6 separate regions of the Mus musculus genome follow, and regions 1, 2, 3, 4 and 5 are each linked to region 6. A link is a contact called in public HiChIP or PLAC-seq and promoter capture Hi-C data. All regions are on one chromosome and are shown on one strand. The core of a region is the stretch at or near the end of the contact, and the rest is flanking DNA. Distances in the headings are between cores, read along the strand shown. Region 1 holds the start of Gsn (gelsolin). Region 2 overlaps Cntrl (centriolin). Region 3 has its middle 14 kb from the start of Gm39795. Region 4 holds the start of Mapkap1 (mitogen-activated protein kinase associated protein 1). Region 5 overlaps Cntrl (centriolin). Region 6 holds the start of Hspa5 (heat shock protein 5).

Evidence for each region. Promoter capture Hi-C pulls out the DNA fragments that hold promoters and counts their contacts. HiChIP or PLAC-seq counts read pairs in DNA pulled down with a chosen protein or histone mark.
Region 1: a contact with region 6 is called in an H3K4me3 HiChIP or PLAC-seq map of pro-B cells, with 2.3 times the contacts expected there. The contact joins the promoter of Gsn here to the promoter of Hspa5 in region 6. A contact is called at or near these places in 1 of 39 promoter capture datasets (pre-B cells), 2 of 484 Hi-C or Micro-C datasets (B cells and pro-B cells) and 1 of 115 datasets of contacts at active chromatin or transcription factors (pro-B cells).
Region 2: a promoter capture Hi-C map of the HPC-7 cell line shows a contact between it and region 6. The contact joins the enhancer-like site here to the promoter of Hspa5 in region 6. A contact is called at or near these places in 15 of 39 promoter capture datasets (the 3T3-L1 cell line, the C10 cell line, the HPC-7 cell line and 9 more), 1 of 15 datasets of contacts at CTCF or cohesin (large pre-B cells), 11 of 484 Hi-C or Micro-C datasets (B cells, CD4 T cells, CD8 T cells and 8 more), 31 of 115 datasets of contacts at active chromatin or transcription factors (the 230-238 cell line, CD4 T cells, CD8 T cells and 22 more) and 3 of 9 other capture datasets (adipose tissue, embryonic stem cells and liver).
Region 3: a promoter capture Hi-C map of pre-B cells shows a contact between it and region 6, with 3 times the contacts expected there. The contact joins the enhancer-like site here to the promoter of Hspa5 in region 6. A contact is called at or near these places in 1 of 39 promoter capture datasets (pre-B cells), 4 of 484 Hi-C or Micro-C datasets (B cells, muscle stem cells, neutrophils and 1 more) and 1 of 115 datasets of contacts at active chromatin or transcription factors (effector CD8 T cells).
Region 4: a promoter capture Hi-C map of embryonic stem cells shows a contact between it and region 6. The contact joins the promoter of Mapkap1 here to the promoter of Hspa5 in region 6. A contact is called at or near these places in 3 of 39 promoter capture datasets (the 3T3-L1 cell line, embryonic stem cells and stem cell-derived epiblast-like cells) and 4 of 115 datasets of contacts at active chromatin or transcription factors (effector CD8 T cells, embryonic stem cells, memory CD8 T cells and 1 more).
Region 5: a contact with region 6 is called in an H3K4me3 HiChIP or PLAC-seq map of bone marrow-derived macrophages, with 2.3 times the contacts expected there. The contact joins the enhancer-like site here to the promoter of Hspa5 in region 6. A contact is called at or near these places in 13 of 39 promoter capture datasets (the C10 cell line, the HPC-7 cell line, cranial neural crest and 7 more), 1 of 15 datasets of contacts at CTCF or cohesin (large pre-B cells), 1 of 484 Hi-C or Micro-C datasets (nephron progenitors), 12 of 115 datasets of contacts at active chromatin or transcription factors (CD8 T cells, the SCID.adh cell line, bone marrow-derived macrophages and 8 more) and 3 of 9 other capture datasets (adipose tissue, embryonic stem cells and liver).

The regions. Positions count from the first base shown.
Region 1 is chr2:35,281,033-35,284,834 of GRCm38.p6, reverse strand. Gsn (gelsolin) reads right to left here and starts at 2,455. Exons shown (of 17, transcript NM_146120.4): 1 at 2,234-2,455; 2 at 726-930; 3 at 7-161. The coding sequence starts at 2,371.
Region 2 is chr2:35,135,794-35,140,070 of GRCm38.p6, reverse strand. It overlaps Cntrl (centriolin), which reads right to left. Exons shown (of 44, transcript NM_001379274.1): 14 at 2,263-2,439. Among named protein-coding and RNA genes, the nearest start is that of Cntrl, 28 kb to the right of the region's middle. Within about 2 kb of position 1,285, at least 1 of the 459 cell types and tissues checked has an H3K27ac peak or open chromatin away from gene starts, as enhancers often do. A contact at or near this core is called in the HPC-7 cell line, where this site is marked.
Region 3 is chr2:35,257,425-35,261,471 of GRCm38.p6, reverse strand. It overlaps a transcript of Gsn not described here. Among named protein-coding and RNA genes, the nearest start is that of Gm39795, 14 kb to the left of the region's middle. Within about 2 kb of position 1,566, at least 86 of the 459 cell types and tissues checked have an H3K27ac peak or open chromatin away from gene starts, as enhancers often do. A contact at or near this core is called in B cells, pre-B cells and pro-B cells, where this site is marked.
Region 4 is chr2:34,405,553-34,409,525 of GRCm38.p6, reverse strand. Mapkap1 (mitogen-activated protein kinase associated protein 1) reads right to left here and starts at 2,675. Exons shown (of 12, transcript NM_177345.4): 1 at 2,272-2,675.
Region 5 is chr2:35,154,859-35,158,539 of GRCm38.p6, reverse strand. It overlaps Cntrl (centriolin), which reads right to left. Exons shown (of 44, transcript NM_001379274.1): 25 at 3,081-3,289; 26 at 752-944. Among named protein-coding and RNA genes, the nearest start is that of Rab14, 44 kb to the left of the region's middle. Within about 2 kb of position 1,384, at least 17 of the 459 cell types and tissues checked have an H3K27ac peak or open chromatin away from gene starts, as enhancers often do. A contact at or near this core is called in the HPC-7 cell line, bone marrow-derived macrophages and liver, where this site is marked.
Region 6 is chr2:34,770,325-34,774,527 of GRCm38.p6, reverse strand. Hspa5 (heat shock protein 5) reads right to left here and starts at 2,438. Exons shown (of 9, transcript NM_001163434.1): 1 at 2,382-2,438; 2 at 2,082-2,299; 3 at 1,738-1,969; 4 at 1,221-1,358; 5 at 595-707; 6 at 110-500. The coding sequence starts at 2,206.

The DNA of each region.
Region 1 (3,802 bases), core at 1,206-3,705, 510 kb before region 6:
ACCCACCTTGTACTTAAGTCCAGACTTGAAGTAGCCGGAGAAGGTGGACGACTCAAAGCCCTGAACCTCACGGTGCTGTACAGCCCGGCCGTTCAGGTAGTCATCCAGTTGCACAGTAAAGATGGCAGCAGCCCCGCTCTCATCCTGGCTGCATTCATTGCCTAGGAAACATGAGGGTAGCATGAGACTGGCTTCTAGAAGGTAGTCTTGGCCCTCTGGGGAGGAGGCATGCAGAGCCAACAGCTCTACTCTGACCTGGCTATAGATATTGAGCTAGTCCCTCCCTGCTTTTCAAGAGCCTGAGTTACTCCATCTGTATAATAAGGAGACCTTAAAACAAACAGAACAGAGCCAGTGTTAAAGACTCTAGGCTCCTAGCTGGGAAGAGAAAATGAGGGAGTGATTGGAGCTGATCCAAGAAAGCACAGGGGTGGTGGTAGGGGGAGGGATTTGGGGTCTCCATGACATCTACAAAACTTGTTTGTCCTCTTGAGGAAGCATAGCGGTCAACATGACCATTCTATAGAAAAAACCACTGGTGAGCTGCAGAAGGGTAGATCACAGGTCAAAGGGCAGAGCTGGGATCTGAACCTGTACAGGCTGGCTCTAGAGCGGTGTCATGGAAACCACTAACAAAGGCCTGGTGTAGAGAGTACTCAGTTCAGGTATATCCATACAGTTGGGGGTCGGGGATGGGGAGGGGCTAAGCAGGAGCACTCCCTCACCCAGCCAATAGTGGAGGTCATACTGCAGATTCCCATTCCTCAGCTGCACAGTCTTTAGGATGACATAGGCATCACCCGTGAAGAAGTCTCCATAGAGGTTGGGGGGCACAGGCACCAGGTCAAACTTCTCCACACGCCAGATCTGCAGGCCAGGCTCCTTCCCTGCCTTCAGGAATTCGGGGTGCTCCACCACCATAGTGCTGGGCTGCAGAGAGACAGGACAGAACCTGAGCAGAAGTGTGGGTCTCAGCAAGGAGAGACCCCAGGCATGAGGGAGGGCAGCTTCGAGCTCTCCCTGTGCTAGAGGAGAATCAACCCCTTTCTGGGAGTTTCTGGCCAGGCCAGGCTGTCTTCCTTTCTGCTCTCCTAGTTGGTGATATGACAGAGGAGGCAGAGAGCTCCCTCCCTTTTGGGGAGATAGCTAAGGCACAAAGAGGCAGGCTGTCTTTCAGGGGCCCCCATTTGGGAGACAACATAGAGGGATAGCCCTGGACTCCAAAGGCACTCTCTGCCCCTATGGATAGACACTCCCAGATAGCAGTGGCAAATCTCTCAGTCCCCAGTGACTCTGCATGCTCTCTTCCAGAACCTTTGTGGCTTAGGACGCATTATCCACCCCTACTCTGCAAATGGGGAAACAGGACCAAAGGGCAAGGGGCCCGATCCTAGGTCCCGTGGTTGGTTTTGCTCCTTGGAAGGGGAAGGATCATCACAGCCCACTAAGGACTGGCTTAGTGGGCCCAAGTGGCCTCCTGAGCTGTCTGCCTCCTCCCTCCTGCCCCGCCCCCAGCATCCCACCCACCAAATTTCCACATCTTGGGAAAGGGGGAAGGAATGGAGCCTGAAGTCTGCAGGGGGAACCTGTTAGGAGAAGGTTTGAGGGTGGGAAAGGCTGCCAGACATGCTCTGTAGGTGCCAATGGGACAGACGGTTAGGTTTGCGCCCAAGGAGGGATGTCAGCAGGTCACCTCAGACAGAGGAAGGTCTGGTTGGAACAAAAAGCAGGCAGAAGTCAGAAGCGATTGGGGAGAAAAACTCAGGTAGTGGAGAGTAGAGAACAGAAAGGGCAGACAAGTGGGAGGGGTCGGGCAGGGGAGGAGACCACAATCAGGGTAGAGAGAAGAGAATAAAATAACAGTCCTGTCCAGAGGCTTTCAAAGGGGAAACCGAACGGGAGGGGACAGACAAACAGCAAACAGCAAACGCAGAGGACTCTGAGAAAGACCAGCAAGAAGGGCAGTAGTTAGACATGATAAAGGAGATGGGATCCAAATCAGTAGTGGGGAAAGATCCGGCCAAGGTGAGGTTAGCCTGCAGGAAGGAAAGAGCTTTGGCCCCGGCCCCCGAACCCCGCCCCCAGGAGCCCCGAAGCAGCAAGACATACTTACAAAGCAACAAAACAGTTTTTCCATTCTACACCTGAATTACTCCCCTTTTCCTAGCGCTGTATCTGCAAGAACTTACAATAGACAATTACTCGGGGAGCCCCGGGGACCCCGGGCACTCACCCGCGCCTCAGACACCCGACTTTGGGGCGCCCTCTCTTGGGCCCTGCCCCGTGATGTGGTGGCTGCATGGGAAGGCGACAGTGCGCACAGCGCCAGGAGGAGCAGCGCGCAGAGCAGTGAAGAGCGGTACGGAGCCATGGCGACGGTGAGGACCCAGGCTGCGGCCGCGGACCCTTGGTCGCCCCAACCTTTAAGTAACCGGCCGTCCCATCCCGCCCTAGCTGAGGACCGCCCAGCAGGGAGGGCCTTGCGGCCCGCGGGGGAGGCGGGTATCTGTCCGGGATCTCTGAGACATCTGGGTTCCCTTCCCACTGGGACCAACCCGACTGGGTGCGGTCGCCCCTTGGACCCTAGTTTCCAATCAGAAGATCCGGCCTGTGGTCTGACATATAACAGATGCTAACTCAGTGAGAGTTTTTCTGGGGCCCGTTCAACCGCCTTCTTATTGGTCCAATAAGCAGATCCAACAAAAACTAACCAAAACAACAAAAAACACCTAGCATGAACTAACAAGTTCATGGCGGTTTCCAACTCAAGTACTCTTTTTGGATTGTTCTCCCCTCCCCCCAGTGACATTTTTTCTTTCTTTCTGTTTTGTTATTGTTATTTTGAGCAAATCTTAGTTTGTTGTACAAAGTTCTTGCCTGTTGACTGGTTGCCCCTGCCCAGGGCAATACTTGTATCCATCTCCTTTAAAGGATAACACCTCCATTTCCTTCTGCAACCTTTTCCCCCCACCTCCCCGCCCCATTTCAGGCCCTCTCCTTCCCTCGCTCCTCATCACTGGGAAATGTGGACCTAAGTTAAACTACTAAGTACCACCTACTATGTCTCCTAGAGGTTGCAGAGGGTTAGATCAGGCCTGCTCAGATAGCCTGGTCTGCAGGAGGCAATGCATCGCTGTCCCAGCTCCCTTGGGAGCCTACATAGCATGACTTCTATCTAACTTTGCTGTCTCCCTCCCCAGTTTCTTCCCACTTAAGGGGAAACAGTTCACAGCTAAGAGAACACAGAGAACAGCTGAGACTGAAGGTTATGGGGACTTCAGATGGCCTGGGTCTTGTCGCAGGGGAGACTGAGAACATTTCCAGGGGAGGGAACAGCATATAGGCAGAGGGCAAGCAAACACAGGCCATGCCCAGTAAATAGCTAGGATCTGATTTACAGGGGGGCAAGGCAAGAAAGGTGAGTACCCCTAGAAATGGGATTTTATCAGGTGTTTGTAGAGGCCTTGAATTCTCTGGGCTCCATGGTCTAGGAAGCCCACCTTCAAGCCTGTGTAGCCTACAGTGGGCTGCCCTGGGCACAACTCAGGGAGGTGATTAAAGCCCACACTGCTTGCAGGAACATTTCTGGAAGCATAAGCCATTTTCACCTCTCTAGATAGAAAGTAGATTGTGCATATTCAAGACACATAATACAACATTCCCTACAGAGCTGCTTGCAATGGACAAGGATATGCATTGAAGCATTGTTCAAAGAGAATTGGAAATGACCCAAATGCCCTGGGGACATAAGTGATGGGACTGTCACACAATGGACCACAAAGCAACTGTGAAAAGAAAAAGA
Region 2 (4,277 bases), core at 36-2,535, 370 kb before region 6:
CCCAGGTCCAAGGGATTAGACACCTGCTGGCCTCTGCAGGTTACAAAAAAATATGCGTGTGGTACACAGACATACCTACAGGCAACACTCATACACATATTTTTGGAACATGCAGATGAAGCTTGGCACAGTGGTACATTTCTGTATTCCCAGCTCTTGGGAGGCTGAGGCAGGAGGAGGGAGAGGTTGGCCTGGGCTACAAAAATGAGACCTGATCTCAGAGAGGAAGAACGTGAAAGATATAGAGGAAGGGAGGGAGGGAGGGAGGGAGGGAGGGAGGGAGGGAGGGAGGGAGGGAGGGAGGAAGGAAGGAAGGAAGGAAGGAAGGAAGGAAGGAAGGAAAAAGAGGAAAAGGAAGAAGGAAAGCAGGAGAGGGGAGAAGGAAAAAAAACAACAAAATAAAGCACAACAGCAGATGACCAGTTTCTGTCTCAGATCTGACAGGTCAGAATATCTATGGAATCTGCATCCAACAAGCTTTGCAAAGGGTTTCATATAACTAAAGTGTAACAATCCAAGAAACTTAGATTCTTTATACTCTATACTTTCTATGTGGTTTGAAGCCCAGTTCTGGTAGTTAAGGGTTAGAGTACGGCTTTCAATAACTAAACATCAAGGTTCTTAAAATATTTTTGCCAAGACTTACCTAAAATTCAAGTGTTAGGCTGGAACCCCTGTTCACCACCCTCCTTGCACAAGCTGGGAAATACCATCTGCCCTTCCTTCCCTAACCCCACCCACACAGAGAAAGCTCCGGGCTAATAACTAACATGCCATATTACTTCTTGTCTTCTCTGTTTCTGGCAACCCACTCAAGAGTGCCTGCCCAGGGACTCAGTGTTTGACCACGTATGGACACAATCCAGCTCCTAGCTGGTTCTATAAAACCCTCTTGCTTTAACCTGGATGAATGACTTCACTGACCTCTACCTGTGAGATCAGAGAGCCCACCCGAGAGCTGCCTCTAATAAACCTGCCTTTATCTACTTTTAGTAAGGTCTAATCTGACCTATATCTGCATCACTGGGGGAGAGAAAAAGCCTGTCACCAAGTACAAAAGACCATCATTCAAAGTAGCTTGGGCAAACCAAAAACAAAAAGGAGTTCATTCTAAAGAGATGGCATTTAGAAATTTTATTTGCTGCTATTAAAAAATAATAATAATTTCTTTCCCCTAACCAGCTGCTTTTTGCTACTCTGATCCTGCCAAGGGTTTTATAAACTGTAGTGCTCTTGGAAAACACAATACTGACACTTGGCAAGACACCGATCTCTGGTAAGACAAGAACAGAACATTAATCACTACAGCACAGGCCTACTCTTGCTTCCTCTTCTAGTCACACACACACTCTAGAGCATGTGCCTTTACATTTATCACTTTGTACTTTGTGTGTCTGTGTTTGCTGGCAAGGATGTCTGTGTCTGCAGAGGCCAGAAGAGGACATGGAATTCTCTGGAACTGGGGTTTTGATGGTTGTGAGCCACTATGTGGGTGCTGGGATCCAGCCTGGGGCCTTAGGAGAGAGGTCAGGTGCTCCTAACTGCTGACCATCTCACTCTGATGAAGGACAGGCTACGGTGCCCACTTTCACCCTGCTACTTAACTTTTATCTTCTTTCTGCACTTTCTTTGCCCTGACATCTGAAGATCTTGCAGTACACTGCCCTCTCGAACCCTTTGTCAAGGTCACCCACCTTCCCTTTCTATCCCTTTCACTCCCACTCACCCCCATGCCCTAATGAGGCGTCCTTTCTAAAGGTGGTTACCAGTATAACAAACGAGTGATCTTTCAATCAATCATAAAAGGAAACAGCAAACTAAAATCTAAAGTCAATTTAAATAGAAGTTCTTAAAGCTATTCTGAGAAAGGAACCCTAGGCCTATCAAACCCTAACTTACCAAGGCATTCATGCCCACCGTCCCCAGCATCTGCTGTCTAAAACAGGGGTTGGGGGGGGGGGCATGAAACAATCTGGCCACATTTTAACAGGGCTATTGTTTGATTTCAGAACATCAGACTCCCAAAATATGCTCCTTTATATGTTCCATTAATCCATAGCCATTATATTAAAAATATCTGTATTAAGACAATGCCAGGTGTGGTGGCCCATGTTTATAACCCCAGCACTACAAAGCTGAGGCAGGGTGATTTCCATAAATTCTAGGCCAGCCTGGGCTACATTATATAGTGAGATGCTATCTCAAAAGAGGGACAGACAGCACAGGCTGCTTGGTTTGTATTTGGCATATGTTCCTACTTACCTGAGTACGCCTTAGGAGTTTTTCCAACTCTTGCTTGAGCTGGCTGGTTTCAGCGTCTTTTAGTTTTAACTGAGTCTCTAGCTCAGTTTCATAGGCGCTGAGATCTCCCTGGGCTTGCTGTAGGGATGCATTCACCTCATGCTGTTCCTGGAGGGCACTTTCTAGCTCTGCAAGCTCCTGCAAAGATTCAGCATGTTTAAATGCAGCGTCCTGAGTGCTGCATAAGCATCTGCAAGCCACTGTAACTAACCTGAGCACCAAATGCTGGCCAACTGCTACTGCCCAGCACAGACAGACTTTATAAACAACAGGACGCAGGGTCATGCTGGCATATCCAAGTTGAAATACAAACTCTTCTACTAAATGTCACCCGAAAATTCACCAAGTTACCAACAGGTTGCTTTCCAAAGTAATTATCTCTGTGACACTCTAGTCTGAAAGTATATGAGGAAGACAGGAGTGGGAAAACATTTATAAAAAAGGAGAATAATAAGTGTAAGTAAGGCCTGTCCTTCCCTGGACTTGGTGTTTTTACATTCACTGGTTCATCGGATAACAGCCCTGGACATTACAGTTTATACTAAGCAACTGGAGAAGTGTCTCAGGGATCACAGCACTGTGCGGCTAGAAAAAGGAGGTGAGTTATGGACCCAGATCTCTGATTGCAAAGCCCACATTTTTCTGATTAAACCATAGTGTGTCCCTTAACAAAAGAACATGAAAGCACTGGCATTCTAAAGATGGTACACTGGAGCAGGGCATGGTGGCGCACACCTTTAATCCCAGCACTCAGGAGGCAGAGGCAGGTGGATTTCTGAGTTGGAGGCCAGCCTGGTCTACAAAGTGAGTTCCAGGACAGCCAGGGCTATACAGAGAAACCCTGTCTAAAAAACAAAAAAAACAAAAACAAAAACAAAAAATAGCACACTGGACTGAGGGCTTACAACTATCCAGTTAGCACTAAGAAAGACAAACACTTTCATAGCTAAATTCTCATACTGACAAACCTTCAGGTGTGCATATATAATTTCTACCTATTTATTTAGGTATGAAAGAATTAGCTCAAACTACTCTGGATAAACACAAAGATCCTGGGTAACTTCTATTTAGTTTTTCAAGGACCACTTGGCACTGCTTCATGAAATAAAGTATTGTATGTATTCAATAAAAGATTAACATCCAAAATATAAAGGTCTTGCAAATCATTAACAAAAGAAAGATGGTCCAGTAAAAAAAAAAAATGGTCAAAGAATTCTATGAATAGGAATCCACTAGGCTGAGGAAATCAGAACCATAAAGAACAAATGAAAGGTGTGGAACCGCTCCAATGTCTGGAGAAAATAAAGTTTAAAAGAGATACTGCTTTATAGGGAGCATGGAGAAACAAAGTACAACAGCACAGAGAAACAATCAGAAGGTGTTGTAATGGTTAGATGAGCCTTGGGAAGGAGCCTGAGTTTTCCTAGGTGTAATAATGCATTCATTGCAGTGACACTGGAAACTAAGAGCAGACGGATGGAAGGGTGATGTCTGAGACTTTCTGAGCACAAACAAAAGGGATATGTTTATAAGGGCCAGACTAAAGTATTTATTAATCTAAGGAGGCTGAGGAACTTCGCCACTCTTTCAATATTCCTGCAAATGTGAGTTTTTCATAATATAAAGTTGGGAGAGAAGACACCTTTTAAAATTCAGCAGATTAACAAACATGAAATCTGACAAACTGTAACATTTCCTGCTGGTGTGGTGAACTCAGGCAGCAGAAGCAGGAGAGTCACCAGTTCAAGGCCAGCCTGAGCTACATAGTAAGATTTTATCTAAAACAGGTCGTTAAAACAACATAGGGAAATCCTCAAAGCAATGAGGATGAGCAGAAGATGAAAGGTGTAACGTAACTCATGTTCTATTAGCTGTAAATAATGTCAGTTATCAAGTAATAACAGTAAGATGAACCATGGTATTCCTATAATTTTGCTCCATGAACCCAACATAAACATTTGATACAGCATTTTGGG
Region 3 (4,047 bases), core at 317-2,816, 490 kb before region 6:
AAATGTAGGAAGCTGGTGTTGAAATCCTAACTTTACTCTGGAAACCAAAGCCTAGAGAGGCAAACTACTCAGGACTGAACCAGGTTCCCTCTGCTCTTTGACCTAGAATCTCAACTCTACCTTTTTCTGATACTTGGCTGTGCAAAAGATTTGTTGAGAGAATGAACTGAAGTCTAATGTTTTAGGAAAGTGGTCCCTGGATCAGAAGTCTAGAACAGCTAGACTTTAGATACCCAGCTACAGTACTCCTTCAAGAATACCATTTCCCCACCAAGTGTGCTAGGAACAGGGACCACTGTTATTCTTCCTGAGTAACAATTTGGCAAAATGTAACAAAAGCTATAAAACACATCACAACTGAGCCAGGAGCTCCATTTGTAATAATGAAGGAAGAACTCAGGGGCAAGCAGTAGCTCGGTGGGTGGAAGCATTTACTGCAAGACTCATGACCCCCAGGGTGGAGAGAATATATTCCATAAAGTTGTCTTCTGACCTCTGTTCCCCTGCCTTGGCATGTACACACACACACACACACACACACACACAAATGTAAATAAAAATTTTTAAAGAACATATTAAAAAATTGCTCACTAGGATGGACTTACTCCATGGACAGGCAATGGACAGATAACAATTATATACACATAAAAATAATGAAATAAATCTTTTTTAAGAAGGAAAATACAGGAAGGAAACATACCAAATTTTGTAGTGGTGGCAGTTATGGATAGTTCTTTGGTTTTGTTTAGTTGGTTTTGGTTTTATCCTTTAAAAGAAATTCATTTTCCAAATTTTCTATCACAAGCTCTTGTTACCATGAGGAAGGAAGGCCCATGAAGAGATGAAGCACATCCCCCAGTCAGGCCACTAAGCCACCCTGCAAATTTAATTAGTATTTACTCAGCCCAGCCCAGCCACAGCCACAGCCTCTACAACAGAGAAATCAAGAGCCCCACCCTCAAGGCTGACTTACATGGAATATATATATCTTTTGCTTGATAAGTACTTGAACCAAATGATAGATCTGTTGAGGTTGGAAAGTAACGAGACACCCTTTGCTTAACCAACTTAGCAAAATAAAGGAAGCCCACTCCCTCCAGCCAGGCTCCCTCATAACAGTTTCCCACCAGGCTCCATGGCTCAGACCCTTCTGGAGTCTTCTCAAAAAAGCCAGATTAGGAGAGACAATAACCAGAAAAAATAAAAAAATAACAAAACAAAGCCGAAAACTGATCAGATATGTTGGGACACAATTTTAATACCAGCATTCAGGAGCAGAGGCAAGTGGATCTCTCTAAGTTCCGGGCCAGCCTGATCTACAGAGTGAGTTTTAGGATAGCTGGAGTCCATTAAAAAAGCACGCCGGCACCAAACCTTACCCTTCGTTTTGTCAGCGCACAGACAGGGACCCCAACCCAGGCTTTTAGCTGCCTAGCCTCACCCACCACACCCTCTGCTTTTCTCTCCCCTACCCTGCAATTGCCCCTGTGGTCCAAGGCAGGGCAGGAGCAAGTAGGCACGTCTCTCAAGAAGAGGGGGAGGGGAAGTCAGAGGCAGAAGGAACTAAGCCTGCCTGTGGTCTCCAAGTTCACAAACCACATCAGGCTGAAATATGACACACGCTCATTCAGCTGGAAGGAAGGAGATATTTTTACTTAACCTCCCTCGGCTGCCTAAACATTGATGGCCCAGCTACCCCCACCCCCACCCCCCACCACCACACGTAACTCCTGGGACCCGCTTTTCTCTGCTTCAGCCCACATTTTCTTACAAGGTAACAGGGCGACTCCCTTTCCAGCGCTTCTTGGGGATGTCTAAGAGTTTGTCAAACAGTAGAAAGGAAGAATGCAGTTCTGGCTGGGTGCCCAGCTAACAAAAGACCTTGCCTGGGTCCAGGAGCATTAATTTCCTAAAAATAGATAGGAGACTGATCCACACTCTGCAGACCTGTTGATGGTAAAGAACATATGTGTTTATAAATAGTCCCGAGGCCTCTCCAGCGTTCCCGAACTGTGCATGCCAAGGCCCCAGCACACATGTAACAGCTGCAGGCGAGGGCAGGGGAGGGGGGAGGCACATCTGTATCTCCAGGGCTGAAGTCAGGGGACTAGAGAGACCCGTAGATCCCTGGAGCTCCTTGGCCAGTCAGCCTACTGAATTGCTGAACACCAGGTTCACAGAGGGGCCAGAGAAATGGCTAAGCAGAGTGACCACTTCCTACACACACCTGATGACCAGAGTTTGGTTCCCAGGACCCAAGTAAAGGTGGAAAGGGAGATGGACTCTACAAAGCTGTTCTCAGACTTCCATGTGTGTGCCCACACACATATATCACACACCCACACAGTAATAATAAATTAATAGCAAATACAAACGTAATAAAAAATAAAGTAAAAAGTGATAGGAGATGTTTGGAATTGACCTCTGGCCTCTGTGAATGCACTGATGGATGCACACCAGAGTACACACATGCACACACGTGCACACACACACATACACACACACACACACACCTAAGCTATCACTTGTAATTTCTCTTTCATTCTCTTGCCCTCTAACTTATCACCTCCAGTCAGCAAATACTCAAAAATTGTGGGCTGGGGCCAGAAGAGTTTCCTTGAAGAAAACCAGAGATCAATGTCTCAGCAAAGCGCTACAGGCCTGAATGATACCATCTCTATGGCCAGACAACATGTCATCTAAGAGCCAAATTTCCCTTCTGGAGTTAGGGGGAGGAACCCACAGGCTCCAGATGACCAGGAAACACCACGTCCTCCCTCCTGTGTACAGTTCTCCCTGTAACAGTGCGTGTCCTTGCACAGACCACTGTTCACAGTGGGACAACCAAGACAAGGCAGCCTATGTGACTGACTGTCCCTCGATTCATAGCTATAGTCTCTTTTAATTTAGAATTATTTTCTTAAGAAGAAAAACAGCAACAGGGAGACACTAACCGTAACAGTATCTACCTGCGAGCTTCGCCTCATCTGTTTTCAGATAAAATGTCCAGCTCCCATAAACCTGAAGCTGAGTTTCCAGGATCTGCCATTGATCTGCCCAGCAGGCATTGCTCTGGGTTGGATCTGCCTGCTGACTACCAGGCCACCTCCTCAGGGCCTCCCCATGAACTCCCACCTCAGTCACTGCGTCAATGAGAGTTCTTGGTCACTGCCCTGGTGACAAACTTGTCCCAGTATCCTTGTCAGTTCTGCCTTCACCTAACACTCTCAGTCCCAGGACTCCAACCCTGTGCCCTCCATTCTAGTCATGAAGGATGCTCAGTGCCTTTGCACAAGCTTCCCTGCTTCTTAGAATAGCTCCTTCCCCAGCCCTCTTCCCCTGGCAAACTGTTACTCATTTCCAAGGCCTGGCTCACCCAGACACAATTAGTCACCCGCTCTTACATGGCTGAAGAAACTATCACCTAGATGTGTCAAGATTAGAAGTTTAGGGAGCTCTCCTTAGGGCTCCTGGGCCCCTCCAAGGTCAGGACCAGAGCACAAGCCAGAGAATGCCACATCAGGGTAGGAGGGAAGGAAACAGATTGACAGGCGAGCTTCCCCTGGCTCTGAGAGTCCCTAATAAAAAGACTATGGAAAATTCTGGAGTAAACTCCCTCCCCTGGTTCACACGGAAACCTTTGCTGCTGTGTAATTTACACAAGTGCCAAGCCAAGCTCCCTTGGCTCTTTATGATTTTCCCTGGCATTTACAAATAGGGAGGCCCAAGGAAGGGAAAGAGTCTGAAAGAAGCTGGAAGCCACTGGTCCCTTGTTCACATCCTTCATCATCCTTACTTCAAAATCCTCCAAGGAATAGCAACCTCATCCCCAACTGTAGGGGACAGGGTGGGGCCTCTGGCCTTTACAGCATAGAGTCTAAGGTCTCACAGAAGTCAGAAAGAGTGGGCTGGACCTGGGTCTATCCCCTGCCACGGTCTCACTGTGTGACTCAGGCCTTTGGGTCACACTCAGAAATGCGGTGCAACTCCACAGAGAGGGGTCAGTACTAAGTGGCTCAGCAGCCCTGGTGACCAGGTCAGAAATAT
Region 4 (3,973 bases), core at 1,426-3,925, 370 kb after region 6:
ACACATTGGGGGAGGGGGGGCCTGGATTTTAATCCAGATCAGCTTACTAAATAATGCATAGTGCTCCATTCCTGAGATGAAGAAAATGCTGGCTAGAGTTAAGCAAAGGTCACATATCTAGAGAGGGGGGCATGCCACACAAAACACAAAGCCAGAGACCATGCCTATCTATGCTCCATAAACTATCACATCAGTCCACCCTCCTATCATTTTTATGCTATGGAAGGTAATATGCTTTTTTTTTCTCTTTTTAAGATGTAGTTTTTTTGTTTTTGTTTTTGTTTTTTTTTTTACTTTATGTACATGGGTCTTTTTTGTGTATAAACACCACGTGTTTGCCTGGCATCCAGAGAGGCCAAAACATGGCATCAGATCTCCTGGAACTGGAGTTACAGATGGTTATGAGCTGCCATACAGGTGTTGGGAAGTGAACTAAGGATCTCTGGAAGAGCAGCCCATGCTCTTAACCACTGAGCCATTCACCATTGCCCAGGCTGGCTCGTGCAATCTGTGTAAGTACTCTGCTGCCTCAGCCTACCAAGCTGCTAAGACAGGCCTGCAGCACAGGCTCTGTCTACCTTTAGAGGACTGTCTGCACTCTCCACTTCAACATTTTTATTTTCCCTCTTTGACAGTTGCTTCAATATGTATTTGCATGAATGTCCTGGTATGAAAGAAGGCTCTGTCTCGTACCAGCTGTGTAACTATTCTGGGCCAACCTGAATTAAAATGATTAAATGAGGAAAAACTGAAGCTCAATTTACCTCACATTATGCTCATTCCCTTCACCAAGCGTCACCTCTCAAAAACTGACACGGCATACTACTTCCGAATCACAGAAAAACTCTCACACGTGTCCCTCTCACCGTAAGAACTGGCTGTACACAATGACTGAGTCTTACTTATTAAACTGCCATGCAGTGGCTGACCTATATCCATGCACAATGAATGCTTGCTAAGGGACTGTAAATAAGGGGCGCTTATAGGGTTTTCCGGAAGAAATCATTCCCAGGGGATGGAGAAATGGTTCAGCAATTAAGAACCAGCACTGCTCTTGTGCAGTACCCAAGTTCAGTTCCCAGCACCTACAATGTGCCGCTCACAGCACCAACGGCTCCAGTCCTAGGGGATCTGACACGCTCTTTGGCTCTTCTGACCACTGTAGGCAACTGCCCTCACATGTACACAAACAAATCCCACATGGACACACATACATATTTAAAATAATTCTTAAAAATGGGAGGGTCAATGAATCACTCATTCAAAGCTGGGATTGTCCTTAATTGGCTGAGTGAGACCACCATCAGTTGGACCATGGGAAGCATTAGCAATAGAAATCAAAACATAGGAAGTGTCTAGGCAGGACAGGGTGAGGAAAAAAAAAAGTTTATGTGAGAACAAATCAAAAATGATGTGAGATCCTACTTATCCAGAAGAAAGGCCCATAGCAGGGACTTTTAAAAGGTTAGCTGTTAAACACTAGCAGAGAGCCACAAGATTATAGAGGCGTCGCAGGCACTATTCACATTTAGTAGCAGAAGGCAGATATGAGCAAAGCTTAAAGGAAAGGGACACCTGGCATGCCCCTCCCTAGCGTCCAGTAAGCTTGAAGGGGTGTGACTGAAAAAGATGGGGGCAAATAGCATTGAGCAAGATTTGTCACTGCAGCTTGGGTGGCTCCTAAACATAGGAGTAACGCACTTTATTTCTGCCCTGGTGGTTGTGCACAATAGGGACCCATCCTTTCTGTGAGTCCTGCGAAGGCCGACCTCATCAACTGATGTGTCTGTACACGTTCCTGTTTACACCTGGGAAGGTTTTGAACTCGGCCCTTTGGGGGTTTGTAATAAACATGGTGCTTTGCACAGAGTTGGGAACAGTGACAGTTTCAAATACTGCGGTCATTCATTGGAAGCTGTAACAAATTGTGAGGTCCCTGTTTCATCTTAGAGCTTCTGGCTTGAGTTATACACTTCTTTAAACTATAATCTTTTCTTCTTCCCAACCCCCCCCCCACGGCCCCCGCAACTTCACCATTCCTTGTCACTCCCATAAACAGAAAAACGGACTCCAAGTTCCCCGCAGCGCTCTCGGGATATAAACAATCAGTGGGACCGTTTCAGGACTGCCCTGGCAATGCTTTGAAAAGTTGATTTCACAGGATGGAACTTGGGCACCGGACCTTGCAGAGTTCCGAGACCCGAAACCGCCAGAGCCAAGGACTGCCCCCTCCCCCGCCCCCGCACAACCAGGTCCAAAGTCTCTCCTCACCTAAGTCACACACCCAGCTGTCAGGCTCAGGAAGAGCAAGGAAACCGATGTTCCCAGGCCACCGAGCACAGCCCCAACGGGCGCCGCTGGGCAGCGACGGCAGCGGGGTGCTGAGAGGTCGGAGGGTCCCGCGGGCGAGGGGGCGACGGCTGGGGCAACCTTTACCTGAAGCTGCTCCCACACTACAGGCCGCCTCGCCCGGGACACGTCCCTGAGGGAGGTCCCGACTCCCCCACGCCTCCCGGCCCCTGCACCGAACCCAGCGCCTACGAAGTCCTCGGCAGTCCTACCGGCCCACTCGGCCCTGGCGCCCCGGGCACGCCCTCATGACCCCGCCGCCGCCGGCCGGCAACAGCAGCCCTGTTACCCAGAGCCGCGCCACGACCCGGAACCGTACCCCGCGTACCGGAAGTCCCCGATCTGCAAGACGCCTTTGGCTGGGGACGCAGTGCGCAAGCCCCAGAGCCAGGAACGAGAAGTCGCTGCCTCCCGGGGGCGGGACAAGGGGCGGGAACTGGTGGGTGGTTGCGCATGCGTGCTGCCCTTGGCCGTTTCTGGAGCAGGTTAACCAACTTCTGTTTACCTTCAAGTGTAAGGATCTCTGTAAGCTACGTCTTACTTTTACAGGGAAAAGTCTTCATCTTAACCGCCATATCAGAAAGAAGAGTTCACTGCAACTATTATTTGCTACATGGACATAGTATCAAACTGCTTTTTAAATTACTATCTAAACCCAGATTAGTGACGCTCTCACACCTAATCAGAGAAGTTTGGGTATTTTTTTGTTTTATTTTGTTTTGTTTTTTTACTGCAGTGGACAATGGTTAATACAGAAACTCTCACAAGTGGCCATGGTGCACAGATGAAATGTCCATCGAGTGCTCAGCCACAGTAGGACACTGTAATTGTAACTTATTCTCCTGTCGTTCTGTAGTAATTGTCGTCTGGAGGCTTACTATCTCAGTCTGCTAACCTAGACCTAGTCCTGGAATTTTTCAGCCTCCATTGAATCTAATCAAAGCCTAGAATGTTTTCAGCCTGAAATGTTTGCTGCTGAATACGATCATCCTTTCTAGTACTTTCTGATCTCGGACTGGCGATTCTGGCTCAAACTTTTCTCCAAGCTGACTGATTCAATCTGGCTCCACTCAGTTTCTGACAGAATTGCTCTGCTAGGCTTCATTCTAATTTAAGCAACCTGTTCTAATCCCCTGGTTCTTTTTCTTTGGCTCATTCTATCTTCACCTGTGTCTAGCTTGTTCTCTCTTCAACCTGTCTGTATCAAACTCTCCTTGTAAAACTGCCTCCTTCCCTCTTCTCTTGAGAGTTGGGTATATCCTATTCTGTCAAATCTTTTTCTGATGCATCACTTTGTCATTCAATTAGACATCACTTTCAAACATGGCTGCTTGCTTCCATTTACCAACTAACTTTACCTTCATTGTTTGCGATTAAAGGTGTGTACTAAGGGCACATCTGTATTCCAACCAGAGGGATTAAAGGTGTGAGCTAAGGGCTGAGCCACACCACAACTAAAAACAGGTTTTTTCAGTAACACAACCGTGGGGTTCACAGTGTGATCAAATACCCTGCAACAGGATACATAGCACCTTCACTGAAAGGCTCAGAGACCACCATTGAAATTGGGAACAGAAAGATTGTAACAGCCAGAGGCCCAGAAGAAACAATACCTTCTCTGCAT
Region 5 (3,681 bases), core at 135-2,634, 390 kb before region 6:
GAGGTACTTTGTGTGCCAGGGCCTTTTTTTCTCTGGAATTCTCATTTAACTAAAGAACTCTAGAGAAGGCAGAGCTTCAACTATGTGACTCTGGGCTGCATGTGTAAGCTGAGTTAACACCACGTCCCAGGGCTGCCAGGGAAGCTAAAGGAAATGGCGTTCATGAAGACCTAGGAAGTCACTTTCCCTCTTTGGGTTTATGCTGCATTGTGTCTTAAAGAATGCTACTACCACTCACTCGGTAGTCCAGAGGTAACGTGCCAGCAAAGAACATCTCAGAACCTTTCTTTCTTTCAATTTCAACTTGGCTGAACCTAAATGAATAGAAATCTATGACCCAGAAATTGAAAATAGATCATTACTTCTGTTACCAACTTGATGAAGGAAGATTTCTGTAACAATCGATTTGTTATTTAAAAAGACGCAGATTGAAAAGTCCGAAGTCAAACCAAACAAACAACCACCTCACCTCTGCCCCACAACACACTCAGCCGGGCAAGCAGGACATGCTGGGAACTAAACAGCACAGTGTCTGGAATCTAAAGCATGCATTTAATCCACACTCAACAGACCACACATTCTTAGCTTGAATTTACAGACAAGGTTAGCAAAGTCAGCGGACCTAGGTGACTTGCTCAGATGCCCAGCTCGGACAGCGTGCTCTTTGCCACCATTGCTTTCCAGTTTTAGGTGAAGAGCAGGAGGTTGCCTGTGTCCCCTAGAGGGCCAGCCTGAAGCACACTAGACACACCTTCTCCTTGGTGCATGCAAGCTCATTCTCGGCTTCCGCCAGAAGTCGGTCAGCTTCCCTGAGTTCCGAGCGACGTTTCAGGAGAGTTTTCTCTAGGCACTCAATTTCATCTACGATATCCTCATGATGTTTGAGAGACTTTTCTATTTCTAGTTCAGTCATAAGATTCTCAACATGTCCATCAATGAAGTCCCTAAAAATTACATAAATATCAAAAGATTTTAAACACAGGCAATACGGACATTGATAGCCTATGAAGAATGTTCAAATTTTTACTGTGTTTTGGTTTTGCTTTGTTTTGGAGGCAGGGTTTCTCTGTGTTGCCCTGGCTGTCCTGGAACTCACTCTGGACATCAGATTGGCCTCGAACTCAGAGATCTGCCTGCCCTTGTCTCTCAAGTGCTGGGATTATAAGTATGTGCCACCCAACACCCAGCTAAGGAACTTGCTGACTTTTTAAGAGAGTAGCTACATGTTCAAAATACATTTTTATTATAAACACAGAGTATTCCTGGCAGTAAAAGCACACTATGTCACAAGGCTTGATGGACTTGGGTCAGCATCTGGCCGAGACAGCATAACCACATCATTTTCCTGAAGAGTAGAGATAAAGGAAGTGACTACACAAAAACTCCCAGTCCCTTAGTCCTCAAGGACAGCCCCAGAGCATGCAACTCCACACACTGTGCTGTTTTGTGACTGACTTCTTTATGTTGGAATACAACTGTCATAAAAGATTTGGCAAAAAGTCATGACACAAAATTCAGTAACTCGAGGCTAACAAGACAAAATTATCTGAAAATGGGCTGCTTGGCAGAAAAAACATGAAATCAAACTCAGCACATGGATGCTTTTCTCTGACTAAGTGTTACCCAATTTTCCTGGAGTAATCATTTATACTGCTACCGTGGGAGAAGTGGGCCTATGCCCTGCCCACTCTGTCCTCTTCCCAAAATGTCCACGCACGTGAAAAGAAGCTTTATCCCCCCACAAGCAAGAAGCAAGTTCCAGTCTCCTCAGTGTGGCTCTCACGAGAGCCGTCCACTCCTAGACAGCAGTGGTCACGTCTCTCTCACTCTGCCTGCCTCACAGGCCTCCCTATCACACTGAGGCCCAGGCTGGTCTACATTAAATGACAAAAGCTAGGGAACTGCCATAACTCATGGACTAGCACAGAAGACAGCATTTCATGTACCCGAGCAGACAACAGAGGCATGTGAACTAGCTGACCCCATGCTAAACACAGGCGCCCACAGATGGAGGGCCGGCTATTCCCCTCAGTGACTCTGGCTGGTCACAGCACTGCTCCAGCAGGACTATGCTAATGGTGACTAACCCTGCACTGTACAAGATACCTGAGGAGAAAGAAGGCCTACTTCAAAAGGGACCCCTTACCTTTCATGTTTTTAAAAGGTTTTATGTGTATAAATGTTTTGCTTGCATGTCTGCATGTGCACCACTGAGTGCCTGGTACCCAAGAGTTCAGAAGAGGCTGTATCTCCTGAAACTGGAGTTATAGACGCGTATGAGCCACTATGTGGGTGCTGGAAATTGAACCTGCACCCTCTGCGAAAGCAACAAGTGCTTTAACTTAAAGCCTGAGCCACCTCCGCTGACTGCCCATCGTCACTTTTGTTTTGAAAGGCAGGACAGACAGACAGGGCTTGGGGAAGGCATGTGAAGGTGCAGAGGCAGAGCAAAGTGGTCCGTGGGGAGACCACAGGTTCAGGCCAAGCACTGTGTGAGGCTGAACAGTAACAGAGTCGGGCAGCTGACACTGAATCACAGTGTTTTCTCCACAGACTGGAGAGAAAGATTCTAAAAATGGTGGCAAGTATGGAACCTCCTATGGCGGTCGAGAATTCCCCCAATTAAAGGCCACAGCATAGAAATAACAGAAAGGGTTAGTTAGCTTTTTGTATGCAAAGTCAAAAGGACAAGGAAATCAAACCAATGCCTTAGAGAACGAGGGTCGGAATTCCTGTTGTCTACTTTGGCTATGGTGGATGGGAAGGAAAATGATTGTGCTGTTCAAAGACAACTATAGAAAGAGCTGATCTGAATTATTAACCAGGTGGCCTTAGGTGTGCGCTGTCCTAAATGGTATTTACCATGTGGGTTGTAAGTTAAGTGGAATTAAATTCTGTTTCTTAGTTCCTATTGCCAGCTCCACCTATACATGGCCAACATTTATTATTTTGCAGTTATGATCTAGGACATTTCTAAAACGAGAGGAGAGAATGATTTACAAGGCAATGCTGACTGAGAATGTCTGTCAACACTGATATTATACCCTTTGAATTATAAAATTAAAATGGCGAATGCTTACTTTCGTTGTTGATGTCTCTCAATAGTTCTATGTAATTCTTCTACTTCAAGTTCTAATTCTTTCTTCTCTTGCAAAAGGTCATCAATATCACGGTGCAGCCCATCCACTTCTTCCTCAGAATGCTGCGTGGATGCTTTCTGCCGCCGCTCTTCCCGCTGTTTTGATTTTAAGTGCTGCATTATGTCTTCTAGTCTAGACACTTCATTCTCCTGAACGCAGAAAGTGAATGCATTATAGAAATGCCAGAGGGTGTCTCTCCTGCTTTGCTGTCAAAAGTTGAAACTAATTGGTTAAAGTGGTTATCCTGAAAGATAGTGGGAGAGTCTAAGTCTTCAGTATGGAAAGAAAAATTGAGTCAAGCCACATGACACAGATGAAACTGACAGACTCACATAACTCTTCCATCAGTATAACCATGTGTTTGAAATTTACCACCCCTCTCTGACTCCAGAGTTTAGCATCTAACAGAAGAGACAAACTGAAGTCTCTCTCCACTCTGGGCGCCGGGAGAACTGTTTAAATAAGTTCCCAGAAGAAGAGGTATTTTGCCCACATTTTGTAAAAAATAATAATAATAAGGGAGACCCAGTCTCAAGAAACA
Region 6 (4,203 bases), core at 1,189-3,688:
AAAAGAAAAGCAAGGCATGGTTACTATGGTGCTGACCACCCAGACCTTATTTAGTTATCCCAAATTCTACAGTCTAAGCGGATTCCATTAGCACTGTCAAGGAGCATACCATGTTCAGCTCTTCAAATTTGGCCCGAGTAAGGGTCTCTGAGAAGTCTTCTCCTTCGAAGAAGGACTCAATTTCAATCCTTGCTTGATGCTGAGAAGACAAGGCTCTCTTAGCCTTTTCTACCTCACGCCGGAGTTTCTGCACAGCTCTGTTGTCTTTCCTAACATCTTTACCAGTTTTCTTTTTGTACAACTTGATGAAGTGTTCCATGACCCGCTGATCAAAGTCTTCCCCACCCAGGTGAGTATCTCCATTAGTGGCCACCACTTCAAAGACACCATTGTCAATGGTGAGAAGAGACACATCGAAGGTGCCGCCACCCAGGTCAAACACAAGGATGTTCTTCTCTCCCTCTCTCTTATCCAGGCCATATGCAATAGCAGCTGCTGTACTGTGAGGATGAAGAGGAGGGAAGAAAGCTTGGTCAGGGGTTCATATTTCCCCCCCACTTGGGAATATGGTAGAGCTCTGAGTCCCATACTTACGGCTCATTGATGATCCTCATGACATTCAGTCCAGCAATAGTGCCAGCATCTTTGGTTGCTTGTCGCTGGGCATCATTGAAGTAAGCTGGTACAGTAACAACTGCATGGGTAACCTAGAAGGACAACCGTGCAATCATACTTAAAGATGATTGAAGTACATGGTGTTCTCACTTCTGTCACTCTTATCAACTAGTCAAGCCACAACAGTTTCTAAGTCAGTTTACTGCTATATCATACGCTTTTGTCATTAGAATTAAGCAGTGGTAACTCATAAAGGCTGACTAGCATATACCTTGACCTCCCACAAAACACTAAATCACTAAAAGTTAAGATTGAAAGGTTTCTGGGGCTGGTGAGATGGCTCGGCAGGTAAGGGCACTGACTGCTCTTCCGAAGGTCCTGAGTTCAAATCCCAGCAACCACATGGTGGCTCACAACCACCCATAATGAGATCTGACACTCTCTTCTGGTGTGTCTGAAGTCAGCTACAGTGAAATTATGTATAATAATAAATAAATCTTTAAAAAAAAATTGAAAGGTTTCAAACCATGAAGGCTTCCCTACACAAGTCATCGAGGGGGAGCAACAGCAATCAAACACTCAACACTGTTTCACACGTTATTCACCTTCTTTCCCAAATACGCCTCAGCAGTCTCCTTCATTTTAGTGAGAACCATGGCAGAAATTTCTTCTGGGGCAAATGTCTTGGTTTGCCCACCTCCAATATCAACTTGAATGTACGGTTTAGTTTTCTTTTCAACCACCTATGGCATAAAGTAATTTAAAGGTAATTTTTCCGAAGAGGAAACAATGACACCACAAACGATTTAAAAAAAAAAATCCATTTCCTCCCTCCCATAGCTTGATTCATCTCTGTCCCTTAGGGGGAAATCACAACTAAAACTGAGCACAGCTGTATTGTAGATAGATCGACAGTTTTAGTCTGTTTCAACTTCTAGACATTGTTAACAGTGTGTCATGTTTTATAACACACTAAAAACGACTAGATGTAAAACCGTTACATAAATTCCGAACACATTCTTTTAAGTCCTTTGAACAGTGTTTTTGGCCAAGTGGCAACCCCTAAATACTCCTATCACCCCAGCCGCCCCATTAGCATGAGAAAAAAAAAACGGGTCCGACCTTGAATGGCAAGAACTTGATGTCCTGCTGCACCGAAGGGTCATTCCAAGTGCGTCCGATGAGGCGCTTGGCATCGAAGACCGTGTTCTCGGGGTTGGACGTGAGTTGGTTCTTGGCCGCATCGCCAATCAGACGCTCCCCTTCAGGAGTGAAGGCCACATACGACGGCGTGATGCGGTTGCCCTGATCGTTGGCTATGATCTCCACGCGGCCGTTCTTGAACACACCGACGCTGACGGGGAAACCCCACAGAAAAGGAATCAGCACCTCACTTTCTCACGCTGGCCCCGGAGGCCACGCCCCACTCCTCCCCACCCCCTCCTCCTTCGACGGATACCACTTACCAGGAATAGGTGGTCCCCAAGTCGATGCCGACCACCGTGCCCACATCCTCCTTCTTGTCCTCCTCCTCGGCCCGCACCGCGCCCAGCAGCAGCAACGCCGCCGCCACCACAGTGAACTTCATCATGCCGGCGCTGAGGACCAGTCGCTCAGCAGTCAGGCAGGAGTCTTAGGAGTCCAGCAACAGGCTGTGGCCCCGAAACGCGACGACGGTTCTGGTCTGAGGGCGACAGGGGCCTCGGGGTCAGGAGGAGACACGAAGCAGACTCGGAGCAGGCCTAGCAGCAGGCCGCGGCGCTTACCTCACACACACGCAGAAGCCCAAGTGTCCAGGTCAGTGTTGTCTCGGCCAGTATCGAGCGCGCCGTCGCCGACTCGCCTTATATACCCTCCCCACAGCCCCGTCGTGGAGGCCTCCGATTGGTGAAGTCGCTACTCGTTGGAGGCCGCTGATTGGTCCATGCCACCAAGCTGGCTGCTGCCGATTCGAAGCGGCCTCCTCCGCAACTCACGTCATTGCTACGCCCCCCGGGCTGACTCATTGGCTACTGGTCATTCTTAACGGCCACCAATGAGAGGCAGCATCCGCCCTGAGCGCTGGTCCTATTGGTTCAGCAGCTGCCTGTCCTTCGGGTGACCTCTCACCCCGAGACCGTTTCCGCCGGTAACCGTTCAGGTCCTCCCCTCACGCCAGGCCCCCGGGGACTGGAGTGGGGTCTGCGTGTCAGTTCCCTCGGGGTCTCCTTTTCTGTCTCTCACTCTGAAGAAGTACGCGGCCTTTCTCCTCCTCGATTCCCCGCGTCCTGAGCTGCCCGGCCTCAGCTGTGATCGCCCTCCCCAGCCTCCACACGTTCTCGGATGTCCCAGAGTCCAGGCCCTGTTACTCGCCCGGCCTGCACGTCTCGAGCTGGGGCCTGATCTGGATTCTGCCTCGCTGAGAATCCTGGTGCTTCTCAGCTAACCGTGTTTCTCCTTCACCCCAAGGCTAGCCGTATGTGTCTTTCCAGGCCTTTCGAATCTTCCCTTTGCCGGGGTTAAGTCCCAGGATTGGCCTGGCCAATTGTAACCTATTCCCTTTCTCCGCCGCGGAGATTCAGTACTATGGTCAAACGAGCACTTTCCACCATGAGATGTATCTTTTCTTCTCTCTCTCTCTCTCTCTCTCTCTCTCTCTCTCTCTCGTAGCGCCTTATTGTTCGCTAACCTGTTCTAGCATAGCATTTCCATTTATGACACTGGTTATTATTTATAAGTCCTTCCTCTTTCCCTCTTCCTTCTTGACACCACCCTATTCGACTCTTGGAATAGGGCTGATAATGCTAAAGACGTTTAGCAGACAAAAAAGTCTTGCTGATGCTTTACTCTTTTATAATAGTATGTTGGGGGACAAACAAAACAAGTTACTACTTGAGCTTATTATGTACTTCATTGTTTTGTTTTATGTATTTTGAGAGGCATTGTACACAGGCCCAAGCTGGTCTATAACTACTGATCCTCCTATGTGTTTTCCATGTGTCATTTATTCATATTCAAGTCTTGGTACATTTTTCCCATTTTCCAGAAGAGACCATTGAGACCAAGAGCGATTAAATAGCTAGAATGGTCGATTGATAAGTGCTGAGAATATAGTTAATAACCCGGTTGATTTTACTCCATAATTTATACTATTGATTCCCACCACCACCACCCTTTTTTGTTGTTTAAAGACAAATTTCATGCACCCCCAGTCTTCAAACTGTGTAGCAAATGACTTTGAACTTCTGTTTCTTCTATCTATACCTCCCAAGTGCTGAGAACTTCAGGCATAGGCATGTACTACCATGGGACTTGCATCTATGCATGCTACACAACTGACATCTGTCTCCAGGCCTGGAGCTCAACATGTCCACCAGGCTGGCCTTGAACTCTCAGGTCCACCATCTCTGCACCCCAAGTCCTTATAGACATGCTTATGAAGGCTACTTGGGCCATTTATTACAGGCAGGAAATGACTCCAGTATTCCTATTAAATGTATTCTGAGCTTCATAAGTACACTGTGCAAATACTACTAAAACATCACACGCACAGTCACTAAAATGTTGAGCCTATGAATCAGTGTTCAGGAATTTTTTTCCTTTCTCATT